Linked DNA regions of Lactuca sativa: region 1 is linked to region 2. A link is a contact called in public Hi-C data. All regions are on one chromosome and are shown on one strand. The core of a region is the stretch at or near the end of the contact, and the rest is flanking DNA. Distances in the headings are between cores, read along the strand shown.

Region 1 (6,911 bases), core at 612-3,111, 180 kb after region 2:
AGTTTATTAAAACTAGGCTTATTAACGGAAGAAGGGGTTAAATATGACGGAATAAATTTCGGGTTGTCACAACTGCATCTTCCATAATGCTTATTCTTGCACTTCTCGCACCAATTTTTTTCATTACTTCCCCTAAACTTCTTTGTTGTTGGGGCCAAATTTTGAGAATATGCTATTCTTGTTGGATCTATAAGATCCTTCAAACTTTTTCTTCACTCCTACCTCTGCTTTCTCCAGACCCTTCTCCCTTAATTAGGTCTCAACATTCTTGGCTGTCCAGATGGCGACCTTCAAGGTGGTTGCTTGCTTGACCATTGAACTGAAATTCGTTGGTAATCTATTAGTAAACTTGTTGACCTTGGAAAGTTAAGTTGGAGCCAAATAAGGAACAAGCTTCATTTTCTCCGTAGAACATGAAGTGTACTCGTTGACGCTAATCTTTCCCTTCTTTAGGTTATGTAATTTGTTGTTAATCTCCAGAAGATCCTGCTTAGAGCAGTACTATATTTTAAATTGCACCAGAAAGTATTCCCAAGGCATCTTACTAGCTTCTCCATTGGGCATGGTAATAGCTAGAAACTTCTACCAGCTTAATACCTTTGTCTTCAATTGTCTAACCGTGAACACAGTCTTCTGCTTGTTGCTACAGTCACAACTCTCAAACACCATCTCCATCTCGGAGATCCAATCCATGACTTTCATCGGTGTTGGGCTTCCAGAAATACTCGATGGATTGGATGTCATGAAGTCCTTGTACTTGATTGGTGGATTACCAACTAGAAAACTCGAGTAACATAAAAAAAGATTGCTAGGTTTGTCTTAGGGACTATGCACCGGGAGTAAGTTCCGACGTTCAAGTTAGATTGTTGTGTGAAGTGAGTCAACTCTTGTTGGCAGGAAAGAGTTGAAGGAGAGGACTATAAGGTGACTTTTATGTATCCATGAGAGAGAGAGAGAGAGTGTGTGTGTGTGTGTGTGTGTGTGTGAGAGAGAGAGAGAGAGAGAGAGAGAGAGAGAGAGAGATGTTTGCTTGTTGGAAGGTGAGGCCTTCTATTTATAGGAAGGATAAGAGGGTGTGAATGTGATAATTATATTATATTAGATACATCCCTCTTACACCATCAACCTTCTGAAATGTTGTATGATGTCAACACATATGACATTTCAGACTTAAGTCTAACCGAAACTAAATGCAAATCTAAAAGTTTTCTTTCGCCGAACAAGGTCATAATTGTAGTACACTTTATATGATTTTTATGTTCAATCCCCTGAGAAGCTCTAAAAAATTTCATGGAAAAGAAATCTACTAGATAAGAAATTTTAAGGAGATTACCATTATCGAGTCGAACATAGATACCATTTTTACACCCAATTTGAGAAGTTCTTAGGATTGTTCATAGAAAACATTTTTGTAAATTGCCATCAGTTGCATGTGTAGTTGTAATGGTCATAAAGTTTAGGCACATGTCTACAAAACCATGTGTTGAATAGTCCGCATCATTACATATATAAACCCAACATAACTAAATAGTTAGTATGTAATCACTCATAATGCCAATAATATTGAAACTCAATAGTTATTATTATTATTATTTTTATTTACGATTCTTTTTGCTCGTACCAAATGGCTTGTAGCCTATCGGTATCCGGTGTTGTCCTTCCTTTTTGAGGTTGAGGGTTCAAGTCCTATCGTGGACATAGATGAATTTAACATGTAGTTTAGGATATATTATGGTTAAAAAAAAATCAAATCAAGTTTATCGGTTTTAATAGGCCAGAGGCCTGCAACAACTGAAATGGACCAAATAGGGGGCTCTTATGACAGCCCAAAAGATAAGCCCATTCCCATGGCCTAAATTAAGAAGACCTCTAGTCGATCGCTCTCTACGATTTCATTTTTCTTTGTCTTGCTACTCTCTCATCGATTAGGGTTTTACTGCCTCTCGTTTGCGTTTCAATTTATTCGATAGGATCGCAATTCCTTTTAAAATTTTGCAGAGGTAATCACAATTCACCTGATTGTGAGTATTGATTCTCATTTACAGGACGTTTCAATTAATTTTATGTTTTTACCTGTAATTTGTAATTTGGTATCCGTGAAGCGAAAATGGAGATCGCTTATATTATACATGATTTGGTGAGATGACGGTGTTACCTATTTTTGTGATAGGTGAACGGCGATGTCTCGTGTGTATGTTGGGAACCTGGATCCACGTGTTTCCGAGCGAGAGCTTGAAGATGAATTTCGCGTCTACGGTGTTCTGAGGAAGTAAGTTTTGCTTAAATTATTTGTGATTTTTCATATCAATGTACTCGATATTTGTTCTTTGTGTTTGTTCGTATCATCAAAGGTAATGTAATTAATCAGTAAAAAAGAGATAAACAAGAGAACTTGTATGAAGCATCGTGTTATACATTGCGTGATACATCTACGAGTTAAACTTTTTCTCTAACCTCTTAGATTTGGTATTCTGTGAATGATGGAACACTTTGAGAAGATATTGTTTATTATTTTTGTAATTAACATCAAAGTTTGAGACTTGAAAGTACTTGAAAGCATCAAGTGTGACATGATATAATCTTATGGTATACTTTCATTTTTTGTGAAAGGCTGTAAATTCCTTGTATATCAAACAATATACATGCATATTTTGGTTCAATCTTCTACTCTATGCTGCTTGCAGTTTTCTAAGCACTGGTTTTGTCCTTTTAATAAAAAACTAACTTTTTTAAATGCTCACCTATCATTGTTATTGAACTGAATGCAGTGTGTGGGTTGCTAGAAGGCCACCTGGTTATGCATTTGTTGAGTTTGATGATCGCAGAGATGCACTAGATGCTATTCGTGCATTGGATGGTATCTTCTTCCTCTAGACAGAAACATTAAAATTCATAGCCATAATGTTAGATATCATTGGGTTTATAATTACATGTCTTATTAAACGGCATCACAAATGTATTTGAATGTATTCAGGGAAGAACGGGTGGCGAGTAGAGCTCTCCCACAATTCAAAGGACGGTGGAGGCGGCGGGCGAGGCGGTGGTGGCCGTGGACGTGGTGGTGGTGGTGGTGATGACCTGAAATGTTACGAGTGTGGTGAGCCTGGTCATTTTGCCCGTGAATGCCGCCTACGTGTGGGCCCACGTGGGTTAGGTAGCGGGCGGCGTCGCAGCCCTAGTCCCAGACGACGAAGAAGTCCAAGTTATGGTCGTCGGTATGTCGCGTTTATTATAAATATTTATAAAGTTGGCTACTTTTTCATTTTTCCAAAGTTTTTTATTGATTATAAAGTTATTTTTTTGTTTTTGGAATATGACTTCTATTTTTGTGAAAATGTGTTTGTTTTACAGAAGTTATAGTCCGAGATACAGTCCACGTGGGAGAAGGTCTCCACCTCGCCGGAGCATATCACCTTACAGAGGACGTGCCAGCAGATCGCCACCTCCATATCGCCGTGCCAGGCGTGATTCCCCATATGCTAACGGGTATGTTTCTTGTTTGTTTGATTTATTTTTGTTTTTGTTTATAAATGCTTATGTAAATGCTTGTTTTCAGAGTTTAAGATGGAGTGAAGAAGGAATGGATTATGGAAGGACGAGAATGGAAAAATGATAGGTTGGGGTTAATATGTTTTTTTTCGTGATGAACAAATTTGGGGTAGGGTTCTATTTATTATATATTTATATATGAATGATGAATCATGATGATGATGATGATGACATTGTGGTGTGTTTGTACCTGGCATCCGATGTGGAACTGCACTTTATACCCGCCAAAAAGGGGTTGCTCATCGGCTTAGAGGTCCATTTCTTTTCTTCAATTGCTTTGTTTACTCTGTCATGAAGCATGATATTATTATTAGTATTATGATATTTAAGTGTATTTTGTTTCTAAACATTTTTTTTTAATTTTTTCTTTTATATATTTTGAGGTTTGGTTATCGGCTGAGAACCAACCAACCAACCAACCATCGTCTTCATCATCATCTTCTAGTTTCTGCATCATCTTAAGACTACTACTACTACTCTTGACACACGGTTTAGCTTCGCATCTTCATCTTCATCTCTGCTTCTTCTTTGAAACTGCAAATTTTGGTCATCAACTATTTAATGACACTCTGACTCTGCGACAAAGCTTCTCACGTCTTTAACACAGTCAGTCCACTTATCTTGGTTCTTTGTCTGCTGGTTGCTGAGCTTTTGTTGTTTCTACTCGCCAAAAAGGTAAAAACAGTGACTTGTTGACTCCGCCTTGTACCCTTTTCTGCTGGGGCTGTGGGTCCTACTTTTGCTTTTGGGCTCTAGTGAAACCAGTCGCCAACGTTTAACGGATTATATGGTGAATACCTCTACCTGGTTCATATGTTTGGTGTTTGTTTTGACTTTGTTTTCTCCCTGAAGGTCGCATATGTAAGTAAAGTAGTCATGAATATGTTGATAATTAATCCTTGAATTCAAACTTTTTTAATCACCACATGACTGAGCAGGGTCCTAGAAAGGGTCCCAGAAAAAAAGATTATTTTTTAATTTTTTTTGGCGCAGATATTTTAGTGCATTCGCAATGGTCACCATTATTATATTTTTTTTTTAATTGACAATTCAATATAAAAGCTATCTTAAAAAACCTTCACCAATAAAACCTTTTCAAATAATCAAACATTCATCCTCATCCATAAATATTCTCTAAGGTTTATGGATCTGTTTTATATTTTTATTAGTTTTATAAACAAGTGAATTTATACTTTATGTACCTAGTCGGATTGTGATTACTATTGAATGAATATCCCGTACTTTGTTTGGTATTCTAAATCGTAAACAAATTTCACCTGTTTTGTTTTGCGACTTTATTTAAAATTTTTTTTCGAGATAATGTATTTTAAAATGGATTTACATAAATTAAATCTTTTTCGAGTTTAGTGATGACAAATAAATTACATGTGGCCTTTAAAAAGATAAAAAACGATTGGCTTTAAATTGGAATATGAATCACAATTTAAACTTATCGCTTACTGCAAACATGATAAATAAGATATTGTAACTTGGTGGTATTTAGAAAATTGTGGATATGGTTCTTTTTTATGTTTTACATTTATTTTAATATTTCAATAATTATAAAGAGAAGAAAGAAGAAAACCCCACTTCATCATCACATGTTCTTCATCTGTAATAAAACCAAATATACATTTCGTATATCGATATGCACACTGAAAATTTAAAAAACCCACATATAATGTACCCTGCAACTCTAAAGCATTAATTCATCACACACAGTTTGTGAATTTAGAACATAAATACATACACGCCAACCAACTCTAATAAATCTTTCTCATATTATAGACATAGAAAGTAGAAACTACTATGGCCTTTACATTGCATGTCACTTTACATTCGAGGCATACGAGGCATCTCAAGCATAAACCGTTTGTCATTAACATATGATCTCTGATGCTAAGGACACCTTTTCACCCATGAGTAAACACAACAATCTAAATATCATCCCACACTGGAGACATCTTTTATAAGTATATCAAAATCGTCACGACCATATGTAACAGAAACATAATTTCTCATATCCTCTTCACATCGCATCTTTTATTCTATCACATTCTAACTTAGCCATCAAAGTTCACATTCGGTGGCCAACTTTGTGGTGTATTCTAACAACATTTTCTACGTGGCGACTAATATCATGTACTTATGACGTAGCAACGTATGTGCATTCAACCATGACCAAATTTTGTATCATTATTTGGTGCCATTTATGGGGCCGGACACAAAACAACAATAGAAAAATGAATCCAATGGTTGTATTGTTTGGTCTTATTTCCAACAATGATGACTCTCAAGAAAGGAGCCGGTCTGCGCCAATGGAACAAACACCTTTGGTTCACACATGAGGCCTCCCGAAGTCTTGATCATATTATATGGTGCATTTTGTAGTTGTGCAAGTGATCTCAAACATCAAAACCAAATTTTGTTATATTATTAATCAATTTACTTGGTGTGAAGATTTTTAGGGAAGATAGAACGTCAAATTAGCGTATTCATTCTACATCAAATTATGAATTCCTTCGAGATGTTTAATTCTAAGTGATGGACTCGCCAACCTTGTTTCGCCTATTGAACTGGCGTCTGTGATTAAAGTCGATAGAGTGCAAGTGATCTCGATAGGTAGCCAGCTGATTGCAACATAGTAAGACTTGACCAAACAATTGTTCAAACGAACTCGACTCTCGAGTATGTAGCACATCATGGTGGTACATAATGAAGAATACACATAAATACATAATCAAATAGATTGTTAATTCCGATCTCAAAATTGAAGATTTGATGTGGTGAGAGATTGCCTTGCAAAGAAAGTTATCAAACCATGTAAATCACCGGTTTGTGTGGTGTTTTTTAAAAAAAAAAAAATATTTATCGTCGTGTATATGATTATTGGCAAAAAGAACAATATACAAATAGTATTTAGTACAATTGACGTTGCAAAAAGATTTTCAATAGTTAGAAAACCATATGGTTAATTTTAATGACATGGTATGTCATGTGTAAAAACAAATAGAAAGACCAAAAAACCATAATTTTTGGTGGTTTTACTAGCATTATAATATATCTTAACTAGAAAATTTTAGGTTGCTATCTTTGATAGATTGGATGCTACATATAGCTAGTTATTTTCATCAATATATAAAACAATGGAAAATCCATCAAATCTTTGTTACGTGTATTTAACCCCTCTAACAATGGTAATAATGTAAGGGTAGTGGGTATTGATGTGACAAAGGAAGATAGTTGTTGATCCGACGCTCCTGGTATCGGAGGGAACACCACCACCCTCCTGCTAAGTGTATCACACAAAGAAAGTTGAAGCAATCCTCCCGGAAAGTGGGAACAAAGAAGAGGAAAGAAAG
Region 2 (6,463 bases), core at 1,290-3,789:
CTATAGCCGAATTCATAGCTACAGCAACCGATTCGATATCCCACGGGTTGACGCGTATAGCCCCGCTTAAAGACGGGGAACACCCTACAAATTCGGACACCACCAACATACTTGTACGGGCGTTTTCGTCCGAAATCGGCGAATTTTGTCGGCATACGATGTATTTATACGGGACTAAATTCATCCCATCTCGGACCGCGTTCACTATACAACAATCCGCCATCGAATAATACGCCGACTTTTCGTAGCGCGCGACCGGCCGGTCGATCAAAACCACCGGAGAATATTCCGGCGAACCGTACGCTTCGTTGATTCGGTTTATAATTAAATACGTTTCACGCTTCGCTTCTTGTACGTCTTTTCCGGTGCTTCTTGCGGGATTCACAATTTGGATTAAAACGAGTTTACCACGAAGGGAGACGTGAATTTGTAGGAGATACTCGAACGCAAGTAGTTTTAAACTTATACCTTTGAAAATGTCCATGTCATCAACCCCGACTATAAGCTTCTTACCTTTGAAACGCTCGGCGATCTCTTTAACTTTTCTTAATGTAATCGGGAGGTTTAAAACGGATTCAAGTCGACCCATGTGGATCCCAACGGGTAAAATCTTGATGTAGACTGTTCGACCGAAGTAATCGAGTCCAATGTGACCTCGTTTTGATTCGTAATCGAGACCCATCATTCGACTACAACATGACAAGAAATGTCGAGCGTAATCAAACGTATGGAATCCGATTAGGTCACAATTCAAAAGTCCTTTAAGAATTTCATCTCTAACAGGTAAAGTTCTGTAGATTTCTGAAGATGGAAATGGGCTATGGAGGAAGAAACCGAGTTTGATTCGGTTACAACGGTTTCTCAAGAAAGTGGGGAGGATCATAAGATGGTAATCATGAACCCAGATGTAATCGTCTTCCGGATTAGCAACTTCCATGACTTTATCCGCGAATATTTTGTTAGCAGACACGTAGGCTTTCCAGAGAACTCGGTCAAATCGGTCGGCATGATCCGGGCACATGGGGAGCATGTAATGGAAGAGAGGCCATAGTTGATGTTTACAGAAACCAGCGTAGTATTTTTTTTGAAGGTCGTGAGGAAGAAAAGTGGGGACACAATTGTATTCATCTAGAAGCTTCTGAGCAACTTCTTCTTGCTCTGTTGCGTCTACTTCGACTTTGAGTGAACCGATGTAGATAAACTCAGTTTCGGGAGAAAATCCGTCTTTTAATTGCCATAAAAGTGAATCTTCATCAAAAGTGAAGGTCAATTTTAGAGTGTCGGGATCGCGTTGAATGTGTAAAGGTAACATGTTTGCTACTATGATTTTTCTCTCTCGACAAGTTTTATCGGAATTGGAGTCGTTGTTGCTATCGGCGATGATTCCAGGTATGGTCATGACACGTGGAAGGGATCTGGGAGTTTGAGGGATGTCTAATAGCTTATCCGGATCCAAATCCAAAATGTTTGCATACGATTTTGATGCCATATCACCTGTAATTTGTAAAGTAGAATTCATTGTTAAAAATAGGGTTTTGCAGAAAGGGGAAACCACCCAAGTTCTAGTCAAGTTCTTCGATATGCATATGCATCCATGGCAAATAAGCATCTATGCAAAATTCAGAAATTGACATTATCGTCGGTATTTCCCTGAATGGTAGCAGACAAATTACGTCCTCCTATCCAAAAAAAGGACAACAGTTTTGGAGTTTGATGTCAATTGCGTTAGCATCTGATTTGAACATTGATAATGATATTGATTGTACACTTTTCAGATTCGTTTACTCTTTTTATTACTGCAGCAGAATATAGTAGAATTCGTTTATAATCTACAACAAATCACTATCGATTATCTATTATCGATTTTGCATTTGAAAATACTAGTCTTCAAGTTTTGTTGTAAAACATTCTCGAAATTGAGGAGATCAGGATTCAGAAGAAGTTAAATCGTTTCTCAAAAGATCCAAAACGAAATGATTGCTTCAAACTACAAAAAGGAAACGCACAGCAGGCGTGACTATCATCTAAAAATAGGATAAAAACAGTTTTCTTCGTAAGGAAACTTTCCATTAGCGTGTGTTCGTGATTGAATTAATACCTAATATGAGTGAAGTAACTGAAGATATCTAAATTCCTTGCCTAAATTAATAGTAATTCTTACCTAAAACGCCGATCTTCTTATAACCTTAAGAATCCTGTAATTTTCTGCAAAAATGAGAAACGGAATGAGAAAGAGAAAGAGACAGTTCATTAACTTTCATACAAAACCAAACATCATTTCCATGAAAACAAAGAGCGTCAATTGGAATTAAGAACTGGACATAGATCATATGGATGTGGAGATATAAAAGCATCCATTTCATGCCGAGACTTACTTTGAGACGATACGTGCAACCGTTTGTTTTGAAAATGGAAGTCCGGCGCGGAGGTGAATGGCGTTCCTCCGGCAAAGAACGGCGGTGGAGAGATTGCTCGGTGTTGTATGAGAGAGAGAGAGAGAGAGAGAGAGAGACTGTAATAGCGTGGGGGTTAATATTGGGAGGGGTGGAGAGAGAAGGGATAAAGTTGACATTACTTCACCATAGTTAAACATTGGGAGCTCAACCATGGTTTAAGGATCGAGTTTAACATATCATTTTACTGAAATACCCTTTACTTTACCAACATACTTTCATTATGCCATTACCTTTCTAATGGGATTTTTGTTTTTGTTAATCCGAAGTCCAAACAAATATTTGTATTTTTATTAATTATTAATCTAATTTGAAACATAGATGAGAAATTGGTTTTTATTGTTTAAACTAATAGATTTTATATTTTCTTATCTTATTAATGGTTAAATAATTAAAATCTCTTTTGCTTCAATTCTTGACTAATGGAATGATGAATGACTTAAATGGGTAAATTCATAAAATAAATAAAATAATAGAATAGAACATTAAATTATGAGTATATGTTGTTGACATATACGAAAACGAAATTATCATAAAAAAAGTGTTATTGGTAAATACAATATATTGTATGCTATATATTTATTATTATAATCAATAATGTTTTTATGTTAAAATCATAAAATTAAACATAATAAAAGTTTTATCAGGTGGACTAATGATGATTTAGTGATAGTTTGACAGTAAACAATATAGTAGACCCGGGTTCGAATAATCAGGATTCACATAAAAAGAGACGAAATGTATTTATACTAACAAAAAAATATTTTCTAGTTGTTTTTATTCACTAGTGTCCTATAAATCTTATAAATTGATGTGTATTACTAAAAACCACATAAATAAAAGTAGATTATATTATATCCTTTTTCATTTCAGTCGGGTGTAGAGCTTAATAAAAATGAAAGGAAATTTGATGGAATAATTGACTCCATCTTTTAATTTCATCACATCAAATATGATCTTGGTTATAGGTCATGTATAACAAATCGATTATCTTTATAAGATAAACTTATTTAGTTTTCAACTTTTAACATAGATTTTTCACTCTCGTCTTAGAAGTTTGTTATTTTTTTTTATTATTATAATGTTTTTCACAAACCATTATGTATATTTGGTTCATAATTTATCACGTACTTGCATGATAATTTCTTTTGGAACATCAAAAATATATAAACAAACGACTCTAAGTGTAACATCCGGATCTCGAGTTACTTCATGTTTTCAATTTTTGGTATTTTAGGGTTTGCTACGGTGAGGTGGAGGCACCACGATGTGGCAAATCAAGATAAGACCTCGTGTTTATTTAAGCCGCCACAACGTGACAGTATATGGTCACGACGTGACAGCTAGCAATCGACAAACCCTATTTTTCGGGTTTTCAGGTGGGGCCTGGTGATTGACAGATATGTATACCGAGCGGGGTACGATGGAGGGTGGGGGGCCAGTACGTGTTATGTATGTATGATATGTGATATTTTGGGGAACTCACTAAGATTTGTGCTTACGTTTTCAGTTTATGTTTCAGGTACTTCGGTTTTCAAATGGAATAGCTCGAGATGATTGCAGAACATACACCACCTCGTTCTGCATTTTCTTGATTTACTCTGATATAATGTGATGATTGATATATTTATTTTATATTGTTGGAGCATGTAAATGCTCTACAAATTATGAGTGATAGTTAGGTTGTATTTTTCCTTTTATTGTATTGGTGGTGTTTTCTCTCTCCTATATATAAAGAGAAGTGGTCATGTAATATGTAAGAGTGCACTCACAATGTAGTTTCTAGAGAGAGAAAGTGTGGTGGGATTTCTCAGATTTATTTCTCCCAACAATGTTCTTCATGTATTATTTTATCTCTTTTCTAGTTTATGGAACTCCTCATCTTCATGCTCTTCATTTTTATGTTCGTTAAATCTCATCATATTATTATTCCGCATCCACCGATCGTCAAAATGGGTTTCATCAATTGGTATCAGAGCCGCACCTTGAAGGTTCAAGCGACTAGTTCAAGGAAACGACTCCCGTTCTGTGTTTCTCTTGAAGATTTTTCGGATTTTTGCAAGAATTTTCGGGTCCAAACTGGAAATTTTTATGATGAGTTCTATTTTTATGTGTTGATTCAAGCTTAGAAGAATAAAAAAGTTGCTGATTGTTTGTTCAATTTTCTGCTGGAAAATTCATGTTCATAAATGTTCTTATGATGTTGTTGAAGAAAAGAAGAAGAAAAATGAAGAAAAATTTTTGGTCTTAAAAATTGTTGAAGATTTGCTCCAGGCATTTTATTTTTGCCTTGGAAATGAGACACAAAATTTGGGCTTATTCTTCAAGAAAGTAGAGATTTTCTGTGAAGTTTTTCTTTCCAACAACCTCTTACGTTATTCATAAAAAAGGTATGATATTCATATCTTTCAACTCAAAAATGTTGTTGTGAATCTTTATTATGAAGTGTATGGACGTAATGTAGTGTTTGCATAAAGCCACATGTCCTTGTTACTTTTTTTTGGTAAAAAGTATTCCACTTTATTTACCTTCCCAAGTAAACACCATGTGACTTTGTCCAATCTCACCACCTTTTGTCGCTTTAAACCCCTGCACACTCAACCTTTTTTGCCTTCCCAACACCTCTTTTTGACCCAAAATGCTTCAGATAAAATTCTCTTCATTAAAATATGAATAAATGGGCTTTTCGGTATCATTTTTTCATGAAAAATATCATTTTTCGTCATCAGCCTAGCCTTCCTCAGCCCCCAGAACCGCAACCAAAAATTGCCTACTGGAGCCTCCTGAGAAGCCTCTGCGGTACCCCTTTCAGTCATGGTACCAGAGCCCTTCTCAGCTACCGGATCCCTTCTCAGCTGCGGTACCCCTCTCAGACCTGATGCTGACCGAAACCTTCTCAGTTGCAATATCCCTTCCTTGCCTTCGGGCCGTAGCATCCTCCTTCCCTCTTCTCGGACCGCAGTCCTTCTTCTGCTATTCGCACCGCAGTTCTTCCACTGCAGCTTCGCACCACAGTCATTCCTTTACTTTACCTCTACCGCAACCACTGAACTACCGCAGTCTTCAACTCACCTCGGACCGAAGTCTACTACCGCAGTTACTACTCCCTTCAGTACTCTTCCCTCTCAAACCCGCAATCAACTAACCCTCTCACCGCAAGTAATCCTCTCATCCGCAACTACTCTCTTCCCTCCCACTGTAGTCCTGTCGACTACGATACCTTCTCTTCAGCCGCCCTTCTTCTTCCTACTCCTCTTTCAGCCTCCCCCCTCCTTTCCTTTTCTCCTTCCTCCATCCTTTCCTCCTCCCTCCTTCTTCTCATCAGCCCCTCCACTTCTTATTTTTTTAAACCTTATTTTTTTAACACAATTTAATTTATTTTTTGACACCATTTTTTTACACCAATGTTTTTTTCTTCAGCCATTTTTTATTTAGCCAATTTATTTTTTTTAACACCATTTTTTTATTAGCCATTTTTTTATTAAAACCAATTAAAAAAAACAATTATTCTTTTAAAAACCAATTACTTTTTATACCAATTTTTGCCACAACCCAACCTTTGATAGTCATGTTGGTTTACTTCATGCCGATTATGTTGGAAGAATTTTATTCTTTCCATGAGGATTACTCCATACCGCAGTCGGACTTCATATCATGATTTGCGATTTTCGCACCGCAACGGCGCCAGATCAACAAAGTTGTTTCACATTCTTTGCTTTATGAAATTTTTATGACTTGTCGCTTTTGATCTATGGTTGACGAACCATGTATCTTGAGCATGTGGACTTTATTTTCTATTGAAGACCACTTTGTGAGTTCTGGCACCGTAGTTTGGGTATATCGGTATTCTTTTAGCATAGCAGAGATTTTTTTCATGCAGAGTTATTATTGTTTCTATGGTATTTGATCGAGCAGTTTTCAGCGACCGAATCAGCTAGCTACATATGACCATAAAGTATTTATTTTACTCTCATTCTCGTGTCTTATCGAGATTTGTTGATTTTTGATCC

Evidence for each region. Hi-C and Micro-C count contacts between places; a contact is called where the count stands out from the background.
Region 1: a contact with region 2 is called in a Hi-C map of leaf, with 10 times the contacts expected there. The contact joins the promoter of LOC111887216 here to the promoter of LOC111887211 in region 2. A contact is called at or near these places in 4 of 4 Hi-C or Micro-C datasets (bud, leaf and seed).

What each region holds. Positions count from the first base shown.
Region 1 is chr4:11,533,011-11,539,921 of Lsat_Salinas_v11, forward strand. LOC111887216 (serine/arginine-rich splicing factor RSZ22) reads left to right here and starts at 1,862. Exons shown (of 6, transcript XM_023883380.2): 1 at 1,862-2,000; 2 at 2,171-2,269; 3 at 2,769-2,857; 4 at 2,975-3,215; 5 at 3,352-3,486; 6 at 3,557-4,474. The coding sequence starts at 2,181. The coding sequence ends at 3,563.
Region 2 is chr4:11,353,609-11,360,071 of Lsat_Salinas_v11, forward strand. LOC111887211 (probable alpha,alpha-trehalose-phosphate synthase [UDP-forming] 9) reads right to left here and starts at 2,540. Exons shown (of 5, transcript XM_023883371.3): 1 at 2,376-2,540; 2 at 2,162-2,205; 3 at 1-1,494. The coding sequence starts at 1,489.